Linked DNA regions of Mus musculus: regions 1, 2, 3, 4, 5 and 6 are each linked to region 7. Evidence: chromatin contacts called from public promoter capture Hi-C data. All regions are on one chromosome and are shown on one strand. Each heading gives the region's core, a stretch centred on a gene start, on an enhancer-like site or on the middle of the called end of the contact. The rest is flanking DNA. Distances are from core to core; before and after follow the strand shown.

Region 1 (3,920 bases), core at 1,156-3,655, 2.4 Mb before region 7:
CATGGAGGGGACTTTCCAGGCCACAAACATTCCAGAGACAGTCTCCTTCATATACCTCCACCCCTGAGTGGCTTACAGTTCTGGGATGAACCCTCCTAGGAGATGCCAGAGGATAGAGGCCCAGAGTCCTTGCTCTAGGGGACCTGAAGGGGAGCGCCTCACTCTGCACTGTTAGCAGGATGGCAGCTTCAACACTCACATCAGTGATCCGGGAAGAGAAGCAAGCCACCCACAGCATCTCTCCAGGAAACCACCCAGGTCCCTCTGTCCCTCATCCCTGTCAGGTTTCCCAGATGCCATGCCGCCCTCTCCACACCAGCTTGGAACCATGGGGGAGTTTTTAATTAAATATTTAAAACTACTTAAACATGGCCTGCTGATTGTTCTTTGGCCTCTGTGCATACTGATGGTGGTGAAAGCATACAGAGAAACGTCACTGATATACACAGACACTCCCTAAACTCGGCCATGTCTCAATTTGCTGTGTCCTCCAGACACTATACCCAGGGGCCTGTGAGAGGTAGGCTATAGGAATAGGAATGTGGAGGCATGGGGACACTAGGGGTACTGAATAGCCCCTGCTGGGCCCAGACCCCACCCCCACCCCCAGCTGCCCTTGCAACATGTGAAAGATAGAGGCTAGGATGCCAGGCTAGCTGCCACTCTGAGGAGGGGAGGGGTTGGTCCAGCTCTAGGATGGTCTCAGCAACATTCTATCTCAGAACCAGGGAGGAAGCAATATGGGCCAAGGCTAGGAGCTATTAAACAGTTTCTAAGGTCCCTCCAGAGGCTCTGGTAGATGGAATCTACCTAATGCTTTTCTATGCAGCATGAATATGCCTTCAGGTGAACGGACTTGTATGCGTTTAATGCACATTTATCTCTCACTGGGAACCCAGGGAGTCAAAGGCTTACTCTGTTCTCTGCTTCAGAAAAAAAATCCCAAATTGGTGGTTCTGTGGGAAAGTCACATTTTTCTTGAAATCTTGCTGTTTTCTGGTAATTCTCGTGTAGAATTGCTTCTATCGGCTTCACTTTCTTGAACCAACACGAGCATTTGCATTAACAGAGTACAACACTCATATTGGCACACTCACACATTGGAACAGATTTTCAGTCTTTCATCTTTTCGTACATACTGGGATCTGAGGCATTGTGCTGGTTTGTTTGTTTGTTTTGTTTTGTCTCTCTTTATACATCCAACTTGAATGATTGAACTTTGTTTTCAGGTAGTTAGGAGGGTGTTATAAAATATTCATACAAAAGGAGGCCTTGGAGTTGTGTGTGGTACAGACTTGTAATCCCAGCACCAGCCTGGGAAACATCGTGAGTTCCAGGCTAGCCTTGGCTACATAGCCGACCCTATCTCAAAATAAAAGAGGATGGAGTGGGACTTGAGTCCTAACAGGAGATAGTGCCCATATCCTAACTCACCTTGCATAGCCACATTGGGGTGAGGATGAACACTGAACCTAGTCAGAGACCTACTCATGATCTCCCCTAAGCTGTCCAGCTTCTCTGACTCCTCTGCCACACTAAGGTCCTCAAAAGTTGACGGCTGCTGCTTGCAACCAAAGCCCCTTGGTCCCAAATTCAGAAACATGAGATGGTCTTTGTGGGCCAGTTTCATAAGAACCCAAAACTTTTCCTGTGAAACAGCATCATGTAGGCCTGCCACGTGCCAGGGTTTCTGGATTCCAGATGTGGAGCAAGCTGGGTGCCCAGGAGAAGGCTACAGCTCTCAGTTGGGAACGTCAGAGAGAATTTGGAGGAGGAGGGTAGAGTTGAGATGGAGCTTAAGAAACACAAGATTCCGTATAGGGTGGGTACGCGCGTCTCAGCAGGACAGGCCGAGTGAAGAGCGCATGTCTGAATGTAGGGAGAGCAGCATTCGGTCACTCCAATCCTGAGTTACCCCCAAATCAAGCCAATGGTCCTGTGGGGCTCACAGCCTGGTTAGAACTGCTGTCTGTCCATTGTCAGATGGCCAGCAGGCCAGAACTCAGGGGTTTTATCTGACCCAGGGGATTCAGGCCAGAGACCATTCTCAGAATCATGTACTGCTTCCCAAGCCCAGAGTATAGACAGCACTAGTCAGGTGAGAGGACGGTCAGATGCAGGCATCACAGGGAATCACACCACCATGACCTGGACTAGCACACGTTTGGAGCGTCTCTGACCAGGGAAGACATGGAGCCTGGTCACAAGAGATGGATGGGTGGATCCTAGGATGTTACACTTGGGGGCCTGAAGGTTACCAGGAGTGTGAATAGGATCTATGTGGAGCCCTGTCTTTCTCCACCAGCGGGGGCTTCCAAGTTTAGCCCAATCATCCATTCCTCTCCTTATTTGGGCCTCTGGGTGATAAGGCTGAGACATAAAGAGCTGGGTGGCACGATCACTCAGTCAGACCGCCACAGATCATGGTGAGTGCTGGGTGGGGAACAAGAGACCAGCCACACCCAGGTGCTAGTCTCTGAGCTGCCCTGGGACAGAGCCAGGGACTTGTGTGCCTGTGCTGGGCTCAGGGAAGTGATCTCGGGTGGGGAAAGGCACCTCTCCCTGGCACTCCCACGAGACTACATGAGGTAGGGAGGAGGTCTTTGGAGAACTGGAGAGAGGACCCCTCTGATCATCAGTATTACAGGCCAGTAGGAAGGCTGGGACCCGAGGCAAGGCTGCAGCCACCAAGCAGGCACAACGTGGCTCTTCTAATGTCTTCTCAATGTTCGAACAAGCCCAGATTCAGGAATTCAAGGAAGTGAGTAGCCTATCCCAAACAGCCTCTCCCCGATCCGGGGAGCCACTTCATACCCCATGCACACGGCTCTCCTCTGAGGGTCAGTGCTCCTGCCTCCAACCTCGCTCATACTACCCGAGACTCTCCCTTACCCGCCATCCCTGGAAGAGATGGGGTGAGCAGCTCCCACCTGCAGGCCATCTCCTCACAGGCCTTCAGCTGCATTGACCAGAACAGGGATGGGATCATCTGCAAATCAGACCTGAAGGAGACCTATTCCCAGCTCGGTGAGTGGGTCCAGGAGCAACCTCCCAGGGACCCGGCTTGTTCACCTCAGGCACTTGCTCCGAGAGAGGACAGTGCCCCGCCCTTTCTCTCCTACTTAGCCTCATTCAGGCAGGAATCCCCCTCCCCCACCTGCCACACAGCTAGAGCTGCCCCTGCCTCTGCCCTCACTGCCTGGGAAGCCCGGGAGGGCGGCCTGGGTCACCTCAAGACCTACTCTCCTAGGGAGGGTAAGTGTTCCGGAGGAAGAGCTGGACGCCATGCTGCAGGAAGGGAAGGGTCCCATCAACTTCACCGTCTTCCTCACACTCTTCGGGGAGAAGCTCAATGGTGAGTTGGCAGGAGGTCTGAGTCTCCTTAGCCACAGCGCAAACCCGACCTCACCTGACCCGGGAGCCCCACGTGAGGCTCAACCTAACTCCCCTGAAACCTGTGCACCCTGCCTGCCCAGGGCCAACGCAGAGGATGTGGAGCGCCTGAACTGGCTTGGGTTCAGGAAATATCCACTTCCTAATCACAGTTTTGACTTCCCAGCCGGGCCTGCCAACCCCTTTGATGCCCAAGAAACACTCTGAATTCCGACTCAAGTCTCTTCTGCACCCTCCAATCTACCCCACCCCACCTTTATTCACTCGGTATAGCCGGAGCCCTTCAGGCCCCAGTACAAAGAAGCTCCCTTGTACTCCAAGTTCATCCTGGGTGGGGCCTCGCGGCAGGGGATCTGAGAGTTCACTTGGCTGCCTCGCCCCGCCCCCCCCTCCAGGGACGGACCCCGAGGAAGCCATCCTGAGTGCCTTCCGCATGTTCGACCCCAGCGGCCAGGGGGTGGTGAACAAGGAAGAGTAAGTGAGGCCCTTTCATGCCCCAGGGCGGGCGCCATGGGGAAACCCAGAAG
Region 2 (4,305 bases), core at 1,200-3,699, 2.8 Mb before region 7:
CCTCTGCCTCCCCAGTGCTGGGATTAAAGGTGTATGCCACCAGTGCCGGCTCACAATATATGTTCTTAAAGAGTGAAAACTATGAAGCCTTTATAGAAAGCATGAAAATCTGTCAATATTTTATTAAATGTTAAATTTAAAACAATTGTCTCTGAACGGTTTGACTGAGGAAGTAAGGTGACTTAAACCTTAACTTTTGGAACCTGGAGACAGACAGAGCACCCCCCTAATGTGTCACATGTCTCAGATTAATTAGTAGAGAAACTCTAAGACATGCCAACAGGAGTAGACAAAGGAACCACAAAGCCTATGCTCTTAAGCCAAAGGATGGTGACAGGCAAAGGAGTCCCAAAATACAAAGCAGGAGCTTCATTTCTACCTCTACTCCAACCACAACCAGCTGGGAGCCTCATTCCAGCAACTATGCTAAAGGAACCCAAAGGAAGCCAGCAGAAAGAAAAATGACATTAGAAAAAAATTAGCAACATGGAAGATTAAAATTTTAACACATCACTATAAATCCTAACACATCATCAGGAGAAGCCCAATAGACAGGTAGATAAAACAGAATAAAGTATGTGCTGGTCTACAAGACTATCATTTCCAAGACAGCAACACTGAAAGTCAGGTTGAAAACACACATTTCATGGAAATATTAATCATATTTCCAAGAATAGCCCCATTATTATTTAATAAAATAAACGGCACAGAAAAGGCAATTACCAGCAACTGAAAGGCACATAAATAATGAGAAGATCAATCTGCCTTAGAGATAAGCAAGACTAAATGTGTATATACCAAGAAAGAAAGTAGGGGCCTGCAAATTGGACCAGTGTCACCAAACCTGATCACCTGTGGTCAACCCCTAGAAAGATGAAAGATGAGAACCAGCGCTCACAAGTTGCCCCGTGACATCTACACAAGCACTGTCACGTGTGCACATCTCCCTACCTACAAATAAATGTAACCTTTTAAATTAAAAAAAAAAAAAGAAAGAAAGCTGCATAGTATGTGATACAAAATGACAAGGATAGAAAAAGAGAAAAAGACAATTATAGTGTCACTTTCCTAACGCCACCTACTAATCTACCTGGTTCCACCTTCAAGGGCAAGGCTAGAGGATCAGACAAACAGAGGAACTCCAACGGTGTCCTCTGCTCAATGTCAGAGCACAGGATACACAGACACAAGTAGGGCCTGTAAGGGCAATGAAATCCACAGAAAAGCTGGGGGAAATTTTTACTTCTATTTTTAGTTACACGCTTCTACTTAGGGTGATGAAGACCAGTTGCACATTCGCAATAGCTTCACTATATACAGATAACACTTACGGACGTAGAGACCTCCATCGAATACAGGTTGACCCCACTGACCCCACTTGGGCCTGTAGAGGTGTTCCTTGAGTGACCTTTTGACGTCAAGGATCTAAAACTCCACCCTCCAATGATGCTTAACGCCGCCATTTTCTGATCTTACAGTCAGGAAGTTGAGTTACGCATGCGCACAACACCTAGCCCGTCACTTCTCATTACCTTTAATCCCTTTTCCACACCTCACCCTGCTCCTTCACCGTGTAGATACTCAAATGCCCTACACTCCGCTCTCCTGTCTTTACATGGTATCCACGTGAGGATTCTTGCCGAACCTGTCACTTCAGAGACTGGCACACTGCTCGGTGGGCAAAAGAAACATGATCTGGTAACTCATGCGAGGGCACAGTAGCAGGCTTCCCAGTCACTCTGGGTATAACTCACATCTGTCACACACTCTCGCGAGGAAAGCGGTGCGTGGATGGTGTTTCTAGGGAAACCAGTGTCACCTTGGCCGACAGCCTGGTTTACCTCATACCGGCAGGTGGGGCTGCCGCAGGCACCAAGGTCAGCGCCGTGTCCGGGCACGGCGAACACAAGGACGGCGGCCTGCTGGGGTCAGCGCACGCAGGACAAAAGAACGCGCGCGGGCCAGAGGGAGCGACCGGTCCACGTGACACGCCGCGACCTTGGGGCTCTCCCGGGCCGCCAGGCCACCTACTCCCTAGCCCGCCACCTTCGCGGCTCCGCCGCCAGAGCCAATAGCGCTCGGCCCCCCGACCCCCGGCGCAAGTCCGCGTCCGCCAATCTCCGCCCGCCTGGAGGACCCTGCCACGCCATTGGCTATAACGTCTGTCCGTCAGGTCTCGTCCCCCGCCCACCATCGCCGCCCTCCGCCAGCCCGGCTCTGTCCGGCTTCACGCCCGTCACTCAGGCACTCCGGAAGCAAGGACGCATAGGCCTCACCCTCGGCCGCGAGCTCCGGGTGTCAAGCGCCGAGCCTCCCAGCCCTGGACGGAGCCCGTCTGCCGCACAAGGTTACCTGTCTCCCGTTCAGCTCCACCCGAGTGAAGCGCCGACACCACTCCGGGCTCCAAACTCTCAGCCCCGCCCCGGCGTGTGGCGTCAACGCGTAGCCCGGCCCCAGAGGAGCGGCCTGCAAGACAGGCTGTGGGCGTGACGTGACGTCACAGAATTGGGTTTCAGTCGCTCGCTCGGGCTTCGCGCCAATGCAGAACTTTGCATCTGGCCAAAGCCAGCCTGTTGCTCACTGTCTTTCGGCTGTCATTAGCAGTTACACGGGAGACGCTTCCGAAGCTTGTTAAGAACCTGGTACATTCAGGGCGTGGGATGCCGTCTGATAATTGAAGCGTTTGGCGGGCCGAAGCAGGAGCGCTGCGACTTTGAGGCCCACGGGCTTTGTATCCAAAACAAGCTGCCCTAAATAATAGTTGGGTTGGTAAAATGTATCCCTGCACAAAATAATTTGAATAACATGAGTGACTATTTTGAACACTTGTTTTGCAGCAGTCCTTATGAAGATTAGTTAGCGAGGTCTAATGTGACTTGGTTGTCATGCGACTTGGGTGTTCCTGCTAGTATTCTGACAGGAAGCTGTGCTGGGGTCCCCCTGGATCTTCCTGGCTCCAGAGCCTGCTCTAAACAGACAAAATCCACTAGTTAACCTGTTACACTTCACTAATATGAAATGTTCCCCGTGTCAAAATGTTAAGCCAGAGCCTGGCTGTGTGAGTGCACACCTTAAAGCAGAGCACTCAGAAGCAGAGGCAGGCTCATCTCTGAGTTTGAGGTCAGCCTGGTCTACAGAGAGAGTTTCAGGGCCACATAGAGAAACCCTGTCTTGGGAAACAAAATAAAAAACTAACAAAAATATTCAGCCAGATTTTGCAGCACACACCTGCAATTTCAGAACAGAGAAAAACTGACCAATTGGGAGGTCAAGATGGGCTACATAGAGTTCTTGTGGGCAGCCTGGGCTACACAGTTGGATCAGGTCTCAAAAAGGAGAGTGGTTCATTTCATACTCATGTCTTTTGTTGTTGTTGTTTGAGACAATGGCATGTAGCTGAGGCTGGATTCAATTTCATAATGTAGGCTGACCTTGCTCTGTTTCTTTTACCTGCATATACCAGGTGCTAGGACTATAGCTATAAGTCCCATGCCCAGCTTCATGCTCATGGCCTTTAACTCTCCGCTTGTTTCTCTTTTTTAGCAGAGTAGTTTTTGATGGACAGCAATACAGACTGTCAGTTTATCCTTGCTATGTATGGCAAATGGCACCAGTGCTGGATGAGCTGGCTGGAGAGTCCTTTTGCTCTACTGAAATAGAAGTCACAAGTAGTCACAAGTATGCCAGAAGCTCTTCAAGCTTTGGTAGCAGTGATAGGCCACAGTACAAGGGCAGAAGCATCAGCAATGGTACACGTGAGTTGTCCTCCCATGGACCTGGGGTATATCGTCCTAAGAAGCCTAAGGGCTAAGAAGCCAAGATTCCTCAGCCCACAGTTAGAACTTGCTATTGCAGCTTAAATGTGGCCTAGGTACTCAAATCCCTCTATCCAGATTGCATAAAGAGTTATAGAGGGGCTGGAGAGATGACTCAGCAGTTAAGAGCACTGACTTCCAGAGGTCCTGAGTTCAATTCCCAGCAACCACATGATGGCTCACAACCATCTGTAATGGGATCCAATACCCTCTTCTGGTGTGTCTGAAGACAGCAACAGTGTACTACTGATAAACATAAAATATCTTTAAAAAAAAAGTTACAGAGATGTGTCAAGTCTTTATGGCTAAGGGCCTTTTTTGTTTGTTTGTTTGTGTGTTTTTTTGAGACAGAGTTTTTCTGTGTAGCACTGGCTGTCCTGGAACTTACTCTGTTGACCAGGCTCTGCCTCCCAAGTGCTCAGATTAAATGCGTGCGCCACCACTCCCGGCTATAGCTAAGGGTCTTATAGCCCACACTGTAATACTGGCT
Region 3 (3,747 bases), core at 1,080-3,579, 2.9 Mb before region 7:
ATATACTTATTCTTTTTTATAGTTTTACCCACAAAACTTGTTAAAACTAGAAAATGAAACCAACCTGCTGTCTTTGGAACTTTGTCTGCAAACAGCTGTAACAAAGAAATGAACAGCTAGTTAATATATAGGTGAACAGTCTCATGCTTAATGTCTTTAGCTTTAGGGACTTGTGAGTCAAATTCATTCTCAGAACACCACTTTGGTAATAACGTTCAATTCCTAGTAAGAAATCACACCTATCAGCTTTAAGATTCTACAGGGTTGAGAACCAAAAAATATGAAGGAAATCTGGAACTAGTCATTACTTAAAATAGTGACAGACTCCTTAAGCATGACTCAAGAGCTTTTAATACATCACACCTACTTCTGAATAGACTTGAGGCTTCTCAAAAGCATACCATCACTCCTAACTTCATGTTGAAACCTAAAATCAAATTCTCAAAGCACTGTCACACAATGCATGATTAGGCAAATAAACTGTTAGTTTCTGGCAATGAAAATGCTACCACCTTCAACCTGTCAGCATAGCTTTAAGCATCAGGTGAGTGGCTCCTAACCTAATTGTAGAGGACTGTAGAGGATTCCAACACTTCAATATCTACATGCCCTTTCATAGCTAGTTGAAAACCACAACTCATCAGTTGCAGCATCTACACTTCTCTTGGAGGAATACATTTATGGTTTAAGTAGTTAAATATGTGACTCCTTTGGACTGTTTTTTTTTTCTCACAGCTTAACAGCTTTCCAAGTCCACATTTTTTTTCATCAAATTATGACTTCAAAGCCTTTCTTGGCAGCTCCACCTCTATTTTCACCTATGGGCTCATCTCATTCCCATTAAGCTCTGGTTAACCTGATACTATCCTACCCAGGCTAAGCTTAGGCCAAGTTTCCACAAGAGTCCTTGTCAATTATCAGCTCTTGACTAGATACATGCTGGGTGAGGGCTAATTAGAACCTAGTGCTCTTTTTATGTGCCTACCTACTATGTGTACCCAGCACTGTGGCAGGCGGGCAATCGGGAGATCTAGCTTTTGAGTTAAAAACTCACCAATGATAGCTTCTGGAGTTTAACAGTACAGACACTAAGTAACATATTCCACTATGGCCTAAGGGCTAGTACTGAGGCTAACAATAATATTTAATTTTGGGGTTTTTTGTTTTTTTCGAGACAGGGTTTCTCTGTATAGCCCTGGCTGTCCTGGAACTCACACTGTAGACCAGCGTGGCCTCGAACTCAGAAATCCGCCTGCCTCTGCCTCCCGGGTGCTGGGATTAAAGGCGTGCGCCACCACGCCCGGCTGAATATTTAATTTTGTAAAAGAAAAACGCCAATTGTTTAGGGTACTCTAATTACTAACTGATCTTTAAGCAGCCACTTAACCTCCAGAACTAATTAAGTAGGTAACTACTGGCAATCCACTTTGGTCAATGCAAACTGCAGCGTGGCCAGTCATAACATGCCTGTCTCACTGAGGGTAATAGGGAGGGGTTCAGAGCGCCTCCCCCGCTGCGCCATCACTGCGACAGGAGGCGGTCCTTGGGCACCAGCAAAAGCCAAGCCTTTCTCGTTTCCGCTCGGGGGTGGGGGACGCGGAGGGGTATTTTGAGCCTCCCTAACCAAATGTGGCTACTTCGGACCAAATGGCCAAAGGTTCAATTCACACTCAAGTCTGCTATAAAACGATTATTTTATATTCTTCGTAGGAACCACTAGGTTTAGGAAACCACTAGGTTTAACCGGGCTAACGAGCACGTCCGGGCTCTCCGAGCCTTCGCCCCTGAGACCTTAGGCAGGGTCCCTGCTCAGATCCGAGTAAAAGGCTGTGGGGCTCCGGAAAGCAGGCTGGGAAGAGGCCCGCGGGGCTGCAGCGCCGCAGCGGAGCAGGGCGGGGCCCAACGGCTGGGAGAAGGGAGAGGCGCGGAGCACGTGCGCCCGGCCTCGCGGGGCCCCACAGGACGCAGCCACGTGCGCCTGCGGGGAGGCCGGGACGGGCGGGGACGGCCCCCTCCCCCAACGGCCGCGCCCCGCCCGGCTTTGTCCGCAGCCCGCCCAGCCTCCCCGCGCCTCGCCAGCCTCCCAAAATGGCCCCTCGTCAGGAAATGGCGCCGCCACCCGCGCTCGCTCCACCGGAGGGTCGGGCCGCGCCCGAGAGAGCCTCCCCCTCCACAGCTCCCGGGACCCCACCCTGGAGCACCACTGCCCACCCGACCTCGAAGGAGACGCGGCCCAAGGGCTCGTCATCGGCCGTGATGTCGAAGAACACGGTGGGGTTGACCATGGCTGCAGCAAGCGGCGAAAAGCGACAGTGGCGTCTGCAAAGCGGCACGAGCCTCGCCGCGGCTTCCTTTATACCCGGTTCGGGCCCCGCCCACCACCGAGTCGCGCGCCCGGACCTGGATCAATCACAACTGCTTTCCAAACGGAGTGACGGCGCGACAGGCCTATGGGCGGGCGCGGGCGCGGGTGGGGCGGGGCGCGAGGCGCGCGTGCGCTGTAGCGCGCAGAGGCAGGTTCCCGCCCGCGGGCTCCTACTAGATGGTTGCGGCGCGGTCGGTGGGGGAAGAGTCCGAGGGCAGTTAGGGAGGGTGGCCACGCAATCTGGCTGTCCTTAGGAACGCGTCGGGGCCCCTGGTCTTCCCCAGTGGTACCGCGTATCTTCCCATTGCACAGAGCAAGTAACTGAGGCAAACATGGTCCTCAAGGTCGAGCGGCCCTTCAAGGTCGGGCGGGGTCCTGAGGCGCTGCCCTCTCTGCGGAAACTCGAACAGGCAGGCATCCCTGGGCCTAGATCCAGGACCCACACCGTCATTGTGCAATGGCAACCGCTTCCTGATAGGTCCCTGTGAGCGCCTCCGTTTTCTTAAACTCTGGGGAACGGGCACAAGCAGCCCCCTCATTTTAAAGATTATGAAATACTTTTTAAATGTCCTACTTTCCAAATATATCTTGTGTTTTCTCCAGGAGGAAGCTATTTAAACACGATCCTGGTCAGAGTCTACCTGTAATTTTTTTCTCCCCGACCCCCAATACCCCAAGGTCTTCTCATTTCCTCATGTGGCCTAAGGCGTGCTCTCAAAGGCTTCACACGCCTGTAAATCCCACCTCTAGGTAGATGGAGACAGGAGGATAGTGAGTTCCATACAGCCTGAGCTGTAAGTGTGAGGCCCTGCCTCATAAACAAAGCCTGAGTATGGGAAAGTCGGTGCTGTGGAAGACCCTTCACCATAGCGTCTGCTGGAGTTGGCTCCCGAGCTGTAAGGCCTTTAGACACAGAACCTCAGGAATGTGGGTCTGGCCATGCCTTATTTGGATGAATCAGACCAAAAGCACATTAGGTTGAACTACAAAGAGTTTTGATTTGCCAAACTGGAAAATTCTGTACCAGTGTGCTTTGTGCATATAGCATCATGTAAACCTGCTTTTCTCAAAACTGTTAAGTGCTTGCAGGACAAGCTCAAGGACCTACCTGCGTTTGGATCCCCAGCACCTATGTAAAAGCCAGGCCATTGGGAGGAGTCTGTAAGTCCAGGCCTGGAGGCAATGGAGACTGACTGGTTAGACAGTCTAGGCAAGACTGAGTCAGTATAGTGGATAAGGTAGAGACAGGGATGGGGAGAAGGCCCCATGGTTAAGAGCACTTGCCTTTATTTTTAACTAACTGATTGTTTTGGTTATAGTTTGCATTTTAGGAGTTCTTTGCATATTCTGGGTTTAATTTCTTACCTGACATATAATTTGCT
Region 4 (4,305 bases), core at 239-2,738, 2.9 Mb before region 7:
GATTACAGTATTGCCTGGGGAACTGATTCCAAACTTGAACACAGGGTTCTGTTATCTGAACACATTATTCCATTCATTCCACTCACAGTTGTCCATATCTTCATATCTTTTTTTAAAAGATTATGTGTGTGTGTGTATACACTTGCTATACTCCAGACACACCAGAAGAGGGCAACAGACCCAATTACAGATGGTTGTGAGCCACCATGTTGTTGAGAATTGAACTCAGGACCTCTGGACAAGCAGTCAGTGAACCACTGAACCACCGCTCCAGCCCCATGTTTGTTTGTTTTTGAGAAAGGGTTTCTTTGTGTAGTCCTGGCTGTCTTGGAACTTGCTTTGTAGACCAGGCTGGCCTGGAACGCAAAAATCCACCTGCCTCTGCCTCCTGAGTGCTCGGATCAAAGACGTCACCCCACCCCACCCCACCCACTCCCCTCAAGTACTTGTCCATATATTTAAATGAATAATTCATTTAGAAGTTCATCCCTTCCTCGTTTAGCATTAAAATTATTTTTTCATAAAGACCTGCTCCAAGTTGCTTCTTCTGATGGAGGTTGATCTCAGAGCTATAGTCCCTGTCAAAAGAAACAATTCAAATTTTGAGACAGGTATTGTCTAGCTGGAGATAAATTTCTAAAACAATGGCTTGGAAAAATCCTACCACAAGAACGAAGTCTCAATACAACAACAAACAAACAACAACAAAAACCGTAGAAAACTATTTTGCTCACAACTAACTCCTACAACTGGTCTGTGCTTCCTAATGGGAAAAAAATTAAGCTTTGAAGCTGGAACCAGAACAAAGTCTAAGACTTCTGATGAAGGCTGTATGCAAATGACTACATTCACCTAAGTGCGTTTCTCTAGCTGAGAAATGGATGTGGCTCTCCCAAATCTCCCGGGCTCATTGATGATCACAAAAATAATAAAACCTTTTAAAGTTGTGTGAATGGGTTGGCGATAGCTAGAGAATTTAACTAGGTGCGGACTACGATATACACTTATTCCTAAATTTTCACAATAGCTTTTGCACAAAGGTAACTCTACTTTAGACATTTGACCCTGTGCTACCTAAACGTTCCCCTTAAACTTGTTGCAATTGAAGAAAAACAAAGCAAAGAAGTCCTGGCGGGCTCTGAAATGGGCGGGAAAGGCACAGCTGTGCCGAATCGCTCCAGTCTATTGGTTCACCGAGCTGTTGTTCCCAGCCTCCCGCCCCCGTGCGGCCGACAATGTTTTCATTGGCTTTCCTCCTCTCTCATTGGTTCATTCTTCTGTTCATCAGAAGTCCGCGCAAGGAGAGCGGCGGAGAGAGTGTCAATGTTTGGTCGGAGGGCCCACCTCCAAGGGCCGTGTGCAAAAAACAAACAGCGGTTAGGGAGGCGGCACCGGGAGGGCGGAGTTATGGCTAGAAGGAAGCGTACAATTGGCCGGCCGCCGAGGTTCAAACGAACAACGTGAGCGGCTATTGGTGGAGGCGGCGCGAGGCGGGCCCCGGGCATTGTCCCGCTCTGGCTGCGGCGGTCCGACTGCGAGAGCGGCGGCGGCGGCGGCGCGGGGCTGCAGTGGGCGTCGCGCGGCCGAGACCATGGTGAGTGCGGGGTCGCGCGTGGAGTGGGCGCGCAGAAGCCCCGGACGGCTGCTCCACCTGGGGGATCGGGAGTGGGCGGTGTCGCGCTTCGGAGCCGGAGTGCCCGCTGTTCCGGACTCCGCCGGGGGTTGGGGGGGCGCGCCGGACGCGGGAGGCAGAAGCAGGGGGGCGGGTGCTGCGCCGCACAGAGGAGGTCCGGCTGTAGCCCTGCGAGTTCTGAGGCTTCGGCTCAGGGTTACGTAATGCCCCCCGCTGAGGATCGGAGGAGTTCTGATCCTGCCCACCAGAACCGCTCGCCTCGTCAGCGGCTTGCCGGTTATTCTTTGGAATAGAAGTTTATTTACTTGGCTTCATCTTAAAGTATCTTTTCATTCTGTAGTTTAGATCTAGTTGAAAGTGACTTCTAAAGAAAGAAAGTGAGTAAAACTTTAGCCCCATTCTGAAATTGAGGGGAAAGTCCTAAAACCAATCGAGACCTATGTGTTTCACCAAGATTAAGGGGAGTGACGCTCTCTTTTTGGAATTATATTTCTGTCGGTATCCTGCTTGAAATATGCTTTCGCTGTTATAGAAATAGTAAGCCTTCCCAAGAAGGACTCTCTGCATGCACTTAGAGATTAGTTAAGGAAAAGCTCTTTATCTTTTCTTTGACGCTTGTCTGGCTGGGCTAAGACTCAAGCAAGAGCCTGCCTCCAACTGAAGAGCTTACTAATTTATGTACATTTTAGATGTGTGCATTCCACAGACTCTGTTATCCTGACATCTCTTTTGAGGTCCCAGGTTACACTTTGAACAATTTAAGCAGAGACAGGAGATTGCAAGTCTGACCGCTGAAGTGGATAGATTTATACATATTACTACATATGGCTAGGAGTATTTTTAAGTATGCCACTGTTCTTTTTCAAAGTTATTACCGAGGGTCATCATACCTACCTTGCAGAATTACAAGCTGGTTTATCTTTATCTGGGCCTAACTGCTGGTCATAGATCAGTTCTGTCTCCTTTGTCACGGGAATGAGTCTGATTGGGTGGCCCATCCTGGTGAACAGTTGTCTCCTAACATCCTAAGTTCCATGTTTTTAATTTGCAGGCCTGCTTAGCATACTGCTTATCTTCGAGGGGTTTGAGAGGCGGTCCACCTTTAGCTAAATTTCACTTGGGCCAATGTTTCCTGAGCAAATCTATTACTAAATCCATTGTAACATCAGTTTTATTACTTTGTGTTTCATCTACATTTTCACATGATAGGTACTTTATTTTTGGGTTTTTTTTTTTTTTCTTTTTCTTTCTTTCTTTTTTTTTTTTTTTCGGTTTTTGGTTTTTCGAGACAGGGTTTCTCTGTATATAGCCCTGGCTGTCCTGGAACTCACTTTGTAGACCAGGCTGGCCTCGAACTCAGAAATCTGCCTGCCTCTGCCTCCCAGGATTAAAGGTGTGCGCCACCACGCCCGGCTTGACAGGTACTTTCAACAGGTGCTTCTTGCTTAAAAGTTAAAAATCAACCCCAGGCTATCATTTCTCATACTGTAGATAATAATAGTTTGTCTCATTGTTGACCATGACATCTGAGGCATTTAATAGATCAACTATAAATAGATTGGCTAATGGAAAGTCTCCAAGTTTAGACTGTAAAATTCTCAGACTTTGAACTAGAAAACTTGTGTCATTTGTAGTTAGTTGTTCTGTGGTGATCATGAGGAAGTGCTCTGACAAGCAGCATAGGTTATTTCTTTGTAAATGAATTTGCTCAAACAGTTGATTTTTCATAGCCCTTGGTTTTTTTTCTTTCTCATAAATTCTAGTGATATGTTTTCAAGTATCCATTTAAAAGTACATAAGCATTAACGTAAAATGAAAAATCCTTCATGCATTGGTTGTCCTTGGTAAAGATGTTTTAACTTTAATCCCAGCACTTGGGAGGCAGAGGCAGGCGGATTTCTGAGTTTGAGGTCAGCCTGGTCTACAGAGTGAGTTCCAGGATAGCCAGGGCTACACAGAGAAATCCTGTCTCGAAAAACCAAAACAAAACAAAAGATGTTTTAAATTGATAAGTAAAAGTGTGTCTATTAGAGTAATAGGAAGTTTTTCAGGTTTTTAGGAGTGAAAATATAGTTCAGTGCCCTCCTTTTCCCGTGTATAAATTTTTTTTTTAACCGAGAAGCTTAGCCCAGTCTAACAGAATTACTAGGATAAGTAATTTTGTATTGTTTCACTTTTTAAAGTATGTATTTATTATGTATATACATGGGTGGGCTTATGGGAGTTAGAGGACAACTTGCCAAAGTCTGTTCTCATCCACACATGAGTCTCAGAGATCCAGCTGAGATGGTCAGGTTAGTGCCAATCACTTCTACAGGATGAGCCATCTCCATTTTCTGTTTCTATTTCTAAGTCATCAACTATTTTACATGTAAAGTTAAAAGAATTATGTATGGTTTGAGATGTTACATTAAGTAGCAATTTATTGTTTGTTTTTGTAAGGTTTGCTTTTGTTGGTGTATTTTTAAAAAGGTATCCAGAGTCTGTATATTGGAAGTAGGCCTTTAACATGTTGTGATCTCTCAGACCTCCATTCCCACCCCCACCCCCATCACAGGGGCCTAACTTAACTGAGTTATACAGGCTGGCCTGTATAACTCAGGCTGTCCTCTTACTCACAAAAGTCTTGTCTTAGACTCTAGAATGATAGGAACACAGGCTGCCACCCACTT
Region 5 (4,178 bases), core at 960-3,459, 2.3 Mb before region 7:
GGCTTCTTGGTGGCCTTGGGTGGCTTCTCCTTTGGTTTCTTGGTGGGCCTGGTAGAGCCCTCCAGGGGTTTTGTGGCTTTGGGGCCTTTGTCCTTCTTTCCTTTCTTCTCTTTGTCTTTGTTTTTTTCTGGAGGGACTGTCAAGGATGAAGATGCAGGAGCAGACAATCAGAGCCTAATCTGTGTGCCCACATGGTCCCCCTGGATGCCCAGAGCCTGGGTGTGAGGGCACCTGTCAGTCCCTGGTCTGGTACAGATCAGGAAACTGAGGTTAGCCATTTGCCCAAGTGATAGAATGAGAAACCTTGTCCAGGCATCCTATCTGTACATCCAGAGTGAACAGCAGCAACTCTTGGCTGCTCTGAAGTAGTGAGTTCAGGGCATGATATATAGAGAGACATCTCTGTCTGTCCAAACCTCCATGGGGTCCTCATAGTCCCTAATTCACATGTCTGCCTAACCCACATGCCTCACAGCTCAGTGCCAGGCATGGAAGGTACAGGGAAGAACCTGAAAGAGCAGGGCTACCCAAGCAAACAGCCAGGCAAATTAAAGACTGTGGCTTGGCCTTCCAAGAGCCTCCTTTCAAGGGAGAAGAAAAGCTTCAAAGAGACAGTCAGGCTGGGGATGTAGATCTGCCCTAGAGCAGTCAGTCCCCTGGTATGTAAGGCCCTGGATTTGGTTCCTTCCCAGGGAGGAAGGCAGGCAGGCAGGCCGGCAGTCACTCCGTAGGTCTTGAAGTCCCAAAAGGTTCCCGTTGAAACTCAAAACCAACAGGAGGCCCTTATCAAGGACAGAGGGAGAGAGAGGCAGGTAGGTAGTTCTCTCCGTGCTGGCTCATCTCAGAGAAGTCAAGTAGCAGGGGCCACCCTTCTAGCACCCTAGGAGCTGCAATTGCTGGGTGCGGAGAATTTAATGGCGAATGGGAAACACACAGGCAGCTGGCTGAAACACAGGGAATACAGCAAAACATGCAGCAGGAGCAGGGTCACTTGGCAATGTCCAGAACGTCTTGGTTGCTGGAGGCAAAGTGTGCAGGGAGGTGAGGGTAGGGAGAGCAGGACAGATCTACAGCAGTGGGGGCCGGAGGGGGAGTGGCTGACCTCAGGAATGATGAATGGTGCCTTACAGTCTCCTGGGAGAGAGATCACAAGATCCGTTGCCACTCTCCAGAGGGCCATGAAAAACAGCTAAGATTTACTGACAACGATTGCATAAGAGGCTCGGGGTTGCATGCCTCCGGGATGCTATCACCTCGCTTAGTTCTGACCATCTCAGACTGCCCACTTTCACCTGGAAGTCTTCCTCACCCCGCTCCCCTGTCTGTGTTCCTGTGGGAGAAGAGGAGGCAAGCAGATGCCTAGGCTTGAAGCTTGCCACTAAGAGACTAGGGCCAGTTCGGAGAGGCGAATCACAATTTCCCACTCGTCCAAACCTACACTCTCTTGAGACCTGGGATGAACAACTTGGGCGACCTCAAAAGCCCAGCGCCACCCTATGCTGAACACACACCTCCAGGTTTCCAAACTCCAGGACAGAACTGCTGCCTGGCAGTGTGTTGCCTTGCGTTGCCTTGGAGAGACATTCCTCACGGGGCAGCATGGGAAGTGGCTAGACCCTCCAGAGCCCCTGTATGCTCACTTGATGCCATGGCCACCCATGTCACCAGGTTCTCACCTTCTACATCTGCCCGCTGCTTGCCCCCTGCCTTGGATTTGCGGGGACGCTGGGTGGGTTCGGGAAGCGGCTGGACTTCCACGTCGTCTTCCCGGGGCGGGGACTGGGTCTCCAACTCCGAAAGGAAGCCTTCGAGGAACTCCTCGATCTCGTCGTCCGTCAGCACCGTCTGTGGGTTCCCCTCAGGGCACAGCGTCAGCAGTGCCAGGAGGCCGCAGAGCAGGGATGCGGTGCGCACTGGAGCCATGGCTCTGGGCACGCGCGGGAGCCGGGCGGGCTTGAGCAGGGACTTGGGTGGCAGGGGCAGCGCCCCGCGTAGGGGCGGGAAAGGGCGCGAGGAACGTGGGCGTCAAGGGTATCCAGAAAGCGGTGGGAAAGGGAGATTCAAGGAGAGCAAGGGGCTCCAGGAGAGGTTCTGGCGGGCCCAGCTCCGGCAGCAACTGGGCGCTCCTGCCCCGCGTGGCTGGCTCTCACGCGGACCGCCCTCCAGAGCGCTTGCGACGGCCTGGCCGGGGCGGGGGCTTCGGGTTTCCGGAGGGGGAGGAGGAGGAGCCGGCCTTGGACCGGGGGCTGCGGGGGAGGGAGGCGGAGCAGCACGGAGCCCAGACTAATAGCAGCGTCAGCGCCCAGTTTAGAGGGTCTGGGTGCAGGGCGCCTAGCGGGGAGGAAGGCCTGGGAGAAAAGAATGCAACAGTTATGGGGAAGGGAGTGTGCGGAGTCTAAGGAGACCTGTGCTCTAACCCGCTGTGCCCTTTGCTCTGAGCCCAGGGAGATTGCTAGGGGAGGGAGGGAGTAGGGCCCTCGAGGGTACTGGCGATCACCTCCTTTCCACTTTCTGGAGGTTAGCTCTTCAAAGTGTCACCTGCTGTGTGCTTGCACAGGTGTCACCTTTGTCCAGTTATCACCAACATCCCAGGTCTTTGGAGCCAATTTTTGCGAGGAAGGCTGTGAAAAGCTGTTCTCAGCAAGCTGCTGTCCTTATGGAGATAGGAGCCCCACTTCAGAGCTCAGGGCTCAGGTCCCAATGTGGAGTAATAGCTATTTCTCTCCTTCCTCTGACCAGAAGCGGTTAAAACAACAAATTGTTTACAACAGCTTCAGCTATGGCTTCTAGAATACAAACGTTGGCTGGCTCATAATGGCCATCATAGCTAAGCCCAGGAATGCCAGAGCATTTACCCATGAAGGATTAAAGATGTGAACGTGGGCTTGTAGCAGCCATAGGTCCAGGGCAGTGGCAGGCAGCTTTCAACCAAGGTGGGGAGGCACTCTGATAAAAAAGAATAGCGACCCCCAGATGATTGACATGGGAAAGTTTACATCTCAGCTGGAAGAGAAAAAAGAAAAAGCAGGTCAAGAAACACCAACACGATGCCACCTCCTCAGTCTTTCACCCTCACCCTCACCCTCTCTGTCCAGCATGAGCAGGGAGAAAAAGGGGAAATTTTCGGGTACTGGGCTCTGTAACCCACTGCTCTCAGGGAGTAGGCAAGCCCCTCCCGGCAGTCTCCTTTCTGGCTCTCCTTGAGGAAGCATGGAGACTATGCCAAGAACTGATGTGTGTGTGAGTGTGTGTGTGTGTGTGGGGGGGAGGGTCTAACCCATCTTAGCCCTCCTAGCTGTCTGACTCAGCAGGGGAACTCCGTGTCCACAACTTACTATACGCATATTAAATGGACCACCTTTCTGGTTTATTCGATTTTTTTGAGACAGAGTTTCTCTGTGTAGCTCTGGCTGTCCTGGAACTTGCTCTGTAGACCAGGCTGGCCTCGAACTCAGAAACCCACCTGCTGCTGCCTCCCAAGTGCTGGGATTAAAGGTGTGCACCACCACTGCCCGGCTAAATGGACCACTTTGTGCTGTGCCTAGCACACACGATCAGCCCTTGCATCCCACAGGCTGTTGGTCCTCATCCACTTTGCTCCCCCTCCCCCATCCCGGGACAATCCTCTCACAGCTAGGCCTCCCCATGAGAGACTTCAACCTGGTCGCAGAGCAAGAGTAAAGCAAGTCTCACTCATGGTCACCCTCTGAATCATTGTGCTCAAAGTCAGTTCTGGGAATTGGCTTCCGTGCCCCCAGTCTGGTCCAGTGTGTCATGCTGGGTATGCCACAGGGTGCATGAGGGGACATGGATGTCACTTCCCTAGGCATGGGTCATACTTGGACTGAATTTGGGTTGGATATTCTCTGCCAGGGAAAACAGAAGCCATTTCAAAAATGGAAAACAAAGAAACCTAAGGTCTAGAAAGCCTTTTCCTGAGCCTCAATGAGTCACGGACAGGAATTCGAGCAGAGGAGCTGGGCCCAGGAGGCCTGAGGGGTTGAGGCCTCCACACAGAAAATCCGGAAAGGTGCGTGGGAGCACAGTGCTACGCTGGGGATCCTCCCGAGGGAGCCCGTCCTCAGGAAGTCTTTCTAACCTGGGCCCACAGCGCTGGGGCAAGAGGACAACCAGAAGCCAGAGCCTGTGAGGAGAGCTCTCCACTCTGCTGAAGAGCA
Region 6 (4,017 bases), core at 327-2,826, 2.8 Mb before region 7:
ATAACTTTAAAGTAGGGAGTTAGTCTAGATCAGTCATTCTCAACTTGTAGGCCATGACCCCTTTAGGGGTCAAATAACCCATTCACAGGGTCCACCTAAGACCAGCAGAAAAGACACATTTACATCATGATTCATAAGAGTAGCAAAATTACAGTTGTGAAATAGTAAAAATGATGTTCTGGATGGGGGTCACTTCAACGTGAGGAACTGTATTAAAGGGTAGCAGCATTGGGAAGGTTGAGAAGCACTGATCTAGATCATCAGTTTGAGCTCACTGCAGTCACAGGTGCCAGAGTCCAGCGTTTTGCAGTTAGGCTTCTAGCCCCACCTTAAGTCTCCCCCTTTTCCTCTCCTTTGCTGCTGATTGAGACTCTAAGGCATCATGCACGCTAGGGAAGTGCTCTACATTGATCCTGTTGCCCACTTAATGACCCCTTTTATTGGTCTTTTCCTTCAGCTCAGCCCCTCCTGTTATCAGGAGGGCTTTCCCTTTCTTAATAGGTGGTCACTATAAGACCCTGTTGGTAAATGTTTTTAGTCCCCACCAATCTCTTTTCTGTTATTGCCCTAACAATAGTTACAGCGCCCAGAAGAAATGGGCCTAAGGTCAACTGACACTTTTTTGGCTTTAGGTGTTTTAAGAGGTCCCAAGGAAGGGTGGTAGTGCATGCCTTTAATTCCAGCACTAGGGAGGCTGAGTCAAACCAGTCTGGTCTACCTACCAAGTTCCAGGCCAGCCACTACATAATGAGGCCATGTCTCAAAAAAACCAATCAATCAATCTTCCCCAGGCAGTGATGGCACATGCCTTTAATCTCAGCATTTGGGAGGCAGAGGCAGGCGGATTTCTGAGTTTGAAGCCAGCCTGGTCTACAGAGTGAGTTCCAGGACAGCCAGGGCCACACAGAGAAACCCTGTCTTGAAAAAAACAAACAAACAAACAAAAAAAAAAAAACAAAAAAAAAACAAAAACAGAAGAAAAAGTCCTAAGGACATTCCCTGGTAAGGAATTCTCAAAGAATGGGCCTTATTAACATGTGTAACAAAGTCTGATTTTCGTTTTCTGGGAAAGATGGTCCCAGGAAGGGTTCGAGTCAACTTGGCTCTTCTTCTAAGAGCTGTTAAGGATTGCACCGCGTGTTGGCAGTATTTGTGAAAATCTTCATAGTAGCTGAAGGCCTGATTTAACATTTATCTTAGGTTAGCAACTTGTGCCGCGATTTCTGCCCAGTGAGATTTGCCTCTGGTTACCCACAGAACCCTAATTCCTTTGCGCATGTGCCTAAGTGGCGGCTGCCTCCCTTTAGCCAAAACGCGGTCGATCCCAACCATAACCTAGCAAAGCCCTGCCCACGTCACTCTGTGGGTCAGGGAAGGCTGAGGCGCCAGAGAAGAGGCATCCACAATTCGGAGGGCGTTCAAGGGACAGCATTGCGGAACGCTCCTGCGCAGAGCCAGCACAAATTGGTAGCAACGTCGGACACCCAGGAGAAAGTACTTCCAGGAAGTGACGTACCTTCCAGAGCTGATTAGTTGTTGGTTTGTCCCGCCCTACGCGTGCGCACTGACAGCGTGGAGTCACGCCATGGAGGACCAAGAAGCGCTGGGTTTTGAACACATGGGCCTGGATCCCCGGCTCCTGCAGGTATGGGGTAGGCTGTGGAGCTGCTACCCGGTGTGCCGCTGTACTCCACGCCGCTTGAGCTGCGTCCTCTTCCTTCTTAGGCTGTCACCGATTTGGGCTGGTCGCGACCTACGTTGATCCAGGAAAAGGCCATTCCTCTGGCGCTGGAGGGGAAGGACCTCCTGGCCCGCGCCCGCACAGGCTCCGGGAAGACCGCAGCTTATGCTATTCCGATGCTTCAGTCGCTTCTCCACAAGAAGGCGGTGGGTAGCGAGAGGAGCAGTGAGTATGAGGCAGGACGCTCCAAAAGAATAGGGAATGAAGTGCCCGACTGTGCCAAGGTTCCTCCTATAGGTCCTGTGTCAGTGTTAGGCGGCCCATAGAGAACTTGGTCAATTTGCAGCTTAATCTCTGAGCTGGAGTTCAGGTTACTTGGCTCTCAACCCGGGCCTTGGTGCCACGACCGCCATCCTGTTGTAATTTTGAGTAACCTTTTATCTAGAGGGGGACTCATCAGCTCCGTAGTACGTTAAGTGATTTCAGCAAGTTCTAAATTTGAGTGCCTGGGAAAGCTCTGCCCCCTGTGCTGTGAGGTGGGCAGAATTAAGAGTTTATCAGGACACAGCTAGGTGGTTGTGTTGCAGTACATGGTTCTGACTGTTTGGGCGGACCCAGTACTTTGAACGGTCTTGAATTGGTGTTCTTACAGACAGGTCCTGTAATGGAGCAGGCTGTGAGAGGCCTTGTTCTTGTTCCTACCAAGGAGCTGGCACGGCAGGCCCAGGCCATGATCCAGCAACTGGCTGCCTACTGTGCTCGGGATGTGCGAGTGGCTAACGTCTCAGCTGCAGAAGACTCAGCTTCTCAGAGGTGGGTGAAACCTGCAGGCCTCCAAAGGGAGAACGCTTTGCAAGTGTGTGCCCTTGGTGGTGTGAGTGGCTAGCCTGGGCAGGTCTGCCAGGGCGAGGGTCTGGCTGCTAAATCCTTGCCACCTGCAGAGCTGTGTTGATGGAGAAGCCAGATGTGGTGGTGGGAACCCCATCCCGAGTGTTAAGCCACTTGCAGCAGAACACCTTGAAACTCCGGGACTCCCTAGAGCTGCTGGTGGTAGATGAAGCTGACCTTCTTTTTTCCTTTGGCTTTGAGGATGAACTCAAGAGTCTTCTCTGGTAAGGAAGAAACAGAAGTGGCTCCTAGACCTGCAAGGGTCTGGACTTGGGACTGGAGTGGAATGGGTGGGCTGGAGCCTGATCAAGCCCTGTTCTTTCTTTCAGTCACTTGCCTCGGATTTACCAGGCTTTTCTCATGTCGGCCACTTTCAATGAGGATGTACAAACTCTGAAGGAGCTGGTACTGCATAACCCGGTAAGTGGAGCATCTGGGACTGAGACCCAAGTCTCTGAACTTGTTGATCCTTCTCAGGAAACTTCTGGCGCTTGCGGGGGGACTATTTTTGTTAGGTATGTCTTTCCTAATTCTTAATCACTGAAAGGAAGTCACTTGAAGTCATTATATATTTATAGCTTTCCCTAGTCCAAACTGTGCTTTGCTTGGAAGTCACTTGGGGTCACGTTTCCAAAGGGAGCCAAATTCTAAGACCAGAGTTCCCCTTGTGTACATTTCAGTCTTCTACTTCCAGCCATTGTGCAGGCTTCTATTCTGTATCCTGTCTACTCCCAATGTTTGTCTTTGTGCTGTACACTGATGCTGTATGTATAGTTTGTTTCTAATACCACAATAGTTAGGGTACTTTTGAGTTCTTAGGTTACAGCCCTGAGGTGGGGTGGGGGATGGGGCAGTGGCTCACACACCAAAAACCCTTAAAGACATGTTCTATCCTGCACTAATGTAGTTGCTTTGGTTAGTGAGGCAGTGTCCACAGAACCACTTCTCTTTCCTGATCACAGGTCTGTCCTCTTCCTAGGTTACCCTCAAGTTACAGGAGTCCCAGCTGCCGGGGCCAGACCAGCTCCAGCAATTTCAGGTGGTCTGTGAGACAGAAGAGGACAAGTTCTTGCTGCTGTATGCCCTGCTCAAGCTGTCACTGATTCGGGGCAAAGCCTTGCTCTTTGTCAACACTCTAGAGAGGGGTTACCGGCTCCGTCTTTTCCTGGAACAGTTCAGCATTCCTTCCTGCGTGCTCAACGGAGAACTCCCACTGCGCTCCAGGTCCGCTGTGTCTGTCTTGATAAAGATAAGCTGAGAAGAAACATGGAAGGAGAACCCAGTTGGTTCTTTCCCCTTTTACGAGATGGGTTATGCTGTATTTGTAGTCCAAGTTAGCCTTGAATTTAGAGCAGTCCTCAGATTTCTAAGTGCTGAGATTAAATTTGTGGGCTGCCTCACACAGCTGGTCTTATTTCTTCTCCTCCCGCCTCTTTGCAGTGTGAGGG
Region 7 (4,046 bases), core at 1,258-3,757:
GGGGGGTCCCAGCTCCACTGTGGCTCGGGGCTACAGGTCGTCGTGTTCTGAAGCTTCCTCGGGGGGCTTAGCGGGCGCCCACAGGTACTCGGGGGGCACCTGAGCTTCCGGCGCCGACTTGCGGTAGAAGCCGAGCTCCTGTACCAGCGCATTGATCTCGTCCCGGGTCATTTGGCTGAGTGGGATTCGCTAAGATGGAGAAAGGGCGGGATCAGCACTTAGCCACTGTCCTGGAGCCCACCCCCACCCCACCCCCCGCCAATGCCTCACCTCTAGTTCCTGGTAATTTCGGCTTAACAGCACGAGTTCGGGGTCTGCCCCAGGGAGGTGCTTCATCACCAGGTTGTGGCTGCAGGAGATGTTAAAGAGGTGGGAGGGGGAGCAGAGGCAGAGAGATGTGACCCCCCCCACCCTTTAGCTGATCACTTACAAGAAGCCTAGGTGGGGACCCAATCCTCATCACTGTGAGATTAGGGTTCAAAGAAATAAAGGGCCCTTCTCTCCACTAGTAAGCTCTCTTCCCTCCTTAATTCTAGACTTCCTCAGAATCCTCCGAAGAGTTAATATCAGCCTCTTTGGTAGACGAACATCATTTTCTATCTTTGAAAAATATCGAGGCTTCTCCCAGGTGCCTTCCCTATCCCCTCCCCCCACAACAGGAAAAGGATACTACAGTTGAATGTCCTCGGTGACAAAGGCCTTCACCTGGGGAGGAACCATAGCATTAGAGCACAGGGCCTCAGACCCTATAGACATGGACGATGAGGCCCAGTCAGGTCATATACCAAGACAGGTCCAGTCTCCTGCCTCACAGTACAGGGATTCCCACCAGGCCCCCAGTCAGTGACCAGTGCTCCTTATTCCCTAAGAGGGACTCCCTTCCTTCAAACTCACCTCCTTTAGGCGATTCAACTGTCATCCTCCACAGGTCTGGAGAGAGAGAGAAATGGGATAATAAACCAGGAGTCCTTCACAGGCTAGCTATACAGCCAAGACTATGCCGTCCTTTACACTGAATTGGGTCAGGCAGTGAGCGTAAAGAGAAGCATCAAGGTGTGGCAGTAAAGTCCTGTGAGCAAGAAGACCTCTGTACAGGTTGGGAAGCTCAGGCCTAGAGCCACAGGTAAAGAATGAGGGAGAGAAACCAGCCATGGGTCCCTGTCTGCATGTTATTGATAGCTGACCAATGCCCAGGAGACATGGGTTACGGCATTCTCCCTGTTGTCGGTAGAATTCTAACCCTGGCCTTTGGCCCTTGAGACGAAAGTCAGACTAGAAGGGAACAGCTCAGAACTACCCTAAGGGCCCTGTTAGAGGCACCTGCCATCTGGTCCCTACCCCACCCCATGCAGAGGCAGCCCTGCCAGCCACCTGTGGTTCAGCTTCAGGAACCATCTGGCTGATCTTCCCTAACTTGGGAGTATGGATGGTCCTTCTCTATTCCTGATGGGAGGCCGCAGCCCAACAGGAAGTCCAGACCTCCCTATTTCAGGCCTCCCTTACACTTCCTTTTGTTAATTTTTTTTTAAATTAAAAATAAACCAGCTAAGGCCCATGAAGAGTCTGCAAACATAGGAATCACTTAGGAAGACTCCAGGGGAGTCCTTTGGCCGGCAGGTGGTGGTGGTCCAGGGTGGCTGTGGACTGTTGGTATCTCATTTCCCTATCCTCTCCTCCAGCTCCAGCAGAGTACAGTGAGGGGAGGAGCTTAGGTCTTTTCTCCCCACCAGAAGAAAAGAGATTCTGGAATGCCAGGCACTAAGTCTGGGTGGGGGGAGAAATAATGGGGAAAGGTGAGGTTATCCTTAGAGAAGGTGGGTTCTAAGGGGCCAGTTTTCAAAAAATTATAGCCAGAGACCCACGGTAGGGCCAAGCCTGGAGCAGAGGCAAGGGTTCAGAGTGCCAGGCCACAAGGACGAGACTTCTTACTTCCACAGTAGATGCTGTTCATCATGCGGCTGGGAAATAAAAGGAATGATTCCCGGGCCGTGCAGGAGGGAAAGGGGGGGGGGGTGTTTCGGGAATTCTGGTATTCCTGAGGCCGGACTATATTCTTGGGATAAGGGGCAGCAAGGTTGTGGAACTGTCGTACTAAGGTTGGGAAAAGGCGCACTCACCTCCACCCGCCCCCTGGCCAGGCCTCGAAGACGGTTCCAATCCGGTCGGTAGTTGGTGGTGGAGGTGGCTGGAGCCACAAGGGCTGCAAGAAGCAGCAGCAGCGACGGCGGCGACAGTAGGATGCTCATCTGTGCCTGGCAGGAGACGTTCCGCAGGCTGCACCCAAACTCGGCCGCTGCGCCACGTCTGGCCCGCAAGCTGGCCCCGCCCAAGCCAAAAGCTCCGCCCAGCCATAAACCACGCCCCCAGAGCTAGAAACAGCCCCACTGACATCCCACCCAAATCGGGTGGTTGCCTCCCACTAACCCCCATCCCTGTCTCAGCTACTCTCTGGTCCTCCAGACTTCATGTTCCCAGTTCTCACAATCTCCATATTGCATTTGCCCACTAAGTGTGAAACGCTCCCGCAGGATGCCAGGAGACAGCACTACTTCGCGTCACCAGAGGGCGCAGGAGGTTCGCAGATGGACACAAGGATTTCTGGGTCAGAGAGTTAAGATAAGGAAGCAGGAACCTAGGAGATCTCCTTTATACGCTTTTGATGTCTTTGAACGAAATTCCGATCAAAGCTTCAATTCCCCAAAGCACACGTTGTAAGCGAGGACCATTACCTACGCCCCGCTCAAGAAAGCTCAGAGGGTAAAAGCGCTTGTTATGACAGCCTGACTCCTGAGTTTTATCCCTGAAACCTAAAAAAAAGTGAAAGAAAAACAGCAATTCCCACAAGTTGTGCTCTGTCCTCCACAGGCGTCCCCAACCGCTCACCATGGCATGTCCGTGCCTGTACAGGCACACGCGGTGCACACACACATATAATAATAATAATAAATATAAATTCTTACAAAGGAATACTACCTATCCTTTTTTACCTAGAAAAGGCTGGGAGGGTTAATATACACAATGCATCTCATTAGAACAGTATCTGGTCAGAGATGGTACACACCAATCTCCTACTGTCCTTGAACTCAAAGCAATACTCTTCACTCAACCTCCTGAGGGCAGGGTGATTAGGACAGACTCTGGCTGTGTTACCTTCCATTATTAGCTCTTCCCCTTCCTCATCACAACGGCCCCCTCCAGCAATGAACTCCGTTTTGCAGATTAGGAACTGTTTCAGAAATGTAAAATAGGCCAATTCATAGATCTGGATTTGAGCCCCAAACACCTCTGTGGATCATCTCCCTGGACCAAGGAGGAAACAGGTGGCACTCCATGTCCTCATGCCTTCAGCAGACACAGCAAGTACAATCAGTTTTTTGTCACCCTGGATTTAACCAGTCTCAAGTTGGAAATATTAGGAAGTAAAAACTGCCTCTGTACTGAACATGTACAGACTCTTTTCTTGTTGTTATTCCAACCAATAGAGCATTACAACTATTTATAGCATCTGTATTGTATTAGGTGTTATAAATTATCTAGAAATGATAGAAAGTACAAGATCAGGCCACACGGGCTTTAGGAAAATACTAAGCCATTTTATCTATGGATTTGAGCATCCTCATATTTCGAGTTTTGGTATGGAAGTGTGCCCTGGAACCAATCCCTGGCAGACAGCAAGAACACGCTGTGCCCTTTCCCACAGGATTCAGAGAACCTTGTCAACACTGAGCCAACGCTGCTTGTGATCCAAGGTATTTTTACCTTTCTGGGCTTATTCCACCACTTTTAAAATGCGCATTAAAAATGGGGCGGGGAGAACCATCAGCAGATAGTTCCATGACTATAGGCACTTGCTGCCAAGTCTGATGCCCTAAGTTCAAGTCCCAGAACCCATGACAAAAGGAAAGAAGAGACTCCCACAGATTGTCCTCTGACCGTCGCATGTTTCTAATATCAAGCACTCACAGACAGACAGACAGACACACACAAATGAATAAATAAACAAATATAAAAATATTGGTGAGATAACTTAACATGTAGAATCAATT

The links. Promoter capture Hi-C pulls out the DNA fragments that hold promoters and counts their contacts.
Region 1: a contact with region 7 is called in a promoter capture Hi-C map of hippocampal neurons, with 4 times the contacts expected there. The contact joins the promoter of Myl7 here to the promoter of Selenom in region 7. A contact is called at or near these places in 2 of 39 promoter capture datasets (embryonic stem cells and hippocampal neurons), 1 of 115 datasets of contacts at active chromatin or transcription factors (the HL-1 cell line) and 1 of 9 other capture datasets (liver).
Region 2: a contact with region 7 is called in a promoter capture Hi-C map of embryonic stem cells, with 5 times the contacts expected there. The contact joins the promoter of Ogdh here to the promoter of Selenom in region 7. A contact is called at or near these places in 3 of 39 promoter capture datasets (the SN4741 cell line, embryonic stem cells and liver) and 1 of 9 other capture datasets (liver).
Region 3: a contact with region 7 is called in a promoter capture Hi-C map of liver, with 6 times the contacts expected there. The contact joins the promoter of Ppia here to the promoter of Selenom in region 7. A contact is called at or near these places in 3 of 39 promoter capture datasets (embryonic stem cells, hippocampal neurons and liver).
Region 4: a promoter capture Hi-C map of embryonic stem cells shows a contact between it and region 7, with 7 times the contacts expected there. The contact joins the promoter of H2az2 here to the promoter of Selenom in region 7. A contact is called at or near these places in 4 of 39 promoter capture datasets (embryonic stem cells, hippocampal neurons and liver).
Region 5: a contact with region 7 is called in a promoter capture Hi-C map of liver, with 7 times the contacts expected there. The contact joins the promoter of Aebp1 here to the promoter of Selenom in region 7. A contact is called at or near these places in 2 of 39 promoter capture datasets (embryonic stem cells and liver).
Region 6: a promoter capture Hi-C map of liver shows a contact between it and region 7, with 3 times the contacts expected there. The contact joins the promoter of Ddx56 here to the promoter of Selenom in region 7. A contact is called at or near these places in 3 of 39 promoter capture datasets (the C10 cell line and liver).

The regions. Positions count from the first base shown.
Region 1 is chr11:5,897,267-5,901,186 of GRCm38.p6, reverse strand. It overlaps Myl7 (myosin, light polypeptide 7, regulatory), which reads left to right and starts at 2,405. Exons shown (of 7, transcript NM_022879.2): 1 at 2,405-2,426; 2 at 2,648-2,761; 3 at 2,952-3,027; 4 at 3,251-3,355; 5 at 3,789-3,867. The coding sequence starts at 2,424. Gck (glucokinase) reads left to right here. Exons shown (of 10, transcript NM_001287386.1): 10 at 1-367.
Region 2 is chr11:6,289,741-6,294,045 of GRCm38.p6, reverse strand. Ogdh (oxoglutarate (alpha-ketoglutarate) dehydrogenase (lipoamide)) reads right to left here and starts at 2,449. Exons shown (of 23, transcript NM_010956.4): 1 at 2,353-2,449. It overlaps Gm46270 (predicted gene, 46270), which reads left to right and starts at 1,783. Exons shown (of 1, transcript NR_168687.1): 1 at 1,783-4,229.
Region 3 is chr11:6,414,449-6,418,195 of GRCm38.p6, reverse strand. Ppia (peptidylprolyl isomerase A) reads right to left here and starts at 2,329. Exons shown (of 5, transcript NM_008907.2): 1 at 2,217-2,329; 2 at 65-95. The coding sequence starts at 2,285.
Region 4 is chr11:6,441,626-6,445,930 of GRCm38.p6, reverse strand. H2az2 (H2A.Z histone variant 2) reads left to right here and starts at 1,488. Exons shown (of 5, transcript NM_029938.1): 1 at 1,488-1,594. The coding sequence starts at 1,592. It also overlaps the pseudogene Gm11970.
Region 5 is chr11:5,859,897-5,864,074 of GRCm38.p6, reverse strand. Aebp1 (AE binding protein 1) reads right to left here and starts at 2,209. Exons shown (of 21, transcript NM_009636.3): 1 at 1,677-2,209; 2 at 1-136. The coding sequence starts at 1,923.
Region 6 is chr11:6,265,288-6,269,304 of GRCm38.p6, reverse strand. Ddx56 (DEAD box helicase 56) reads left to right here and starts at 1,576. Exons shown (of 14, transcript NM_026538.3): 1 at 1,576-1,645; 2 at 1,726-1,887; 3 at 2,334-2,494; 4 at 2,623-2,793; 5 at 2,899-2,989; 6 at 3,549-3,793. The coding sequence starts at 1,586.
Region 7 is chr11:3,513,145-3,517,190 of GRCm38.p6, reverse strand. Selenom (selenoprotein M) reads right to left here and starts at 2,507. Exons shown (of 5, transcript NM_053267.3): 1 at 2,118-2,507; 2 at 895-930; 3 at 671-705; 4 at 271-349; 5 at 1-189. The coding sequence starts at 2,246. The coding sequence ends at 31.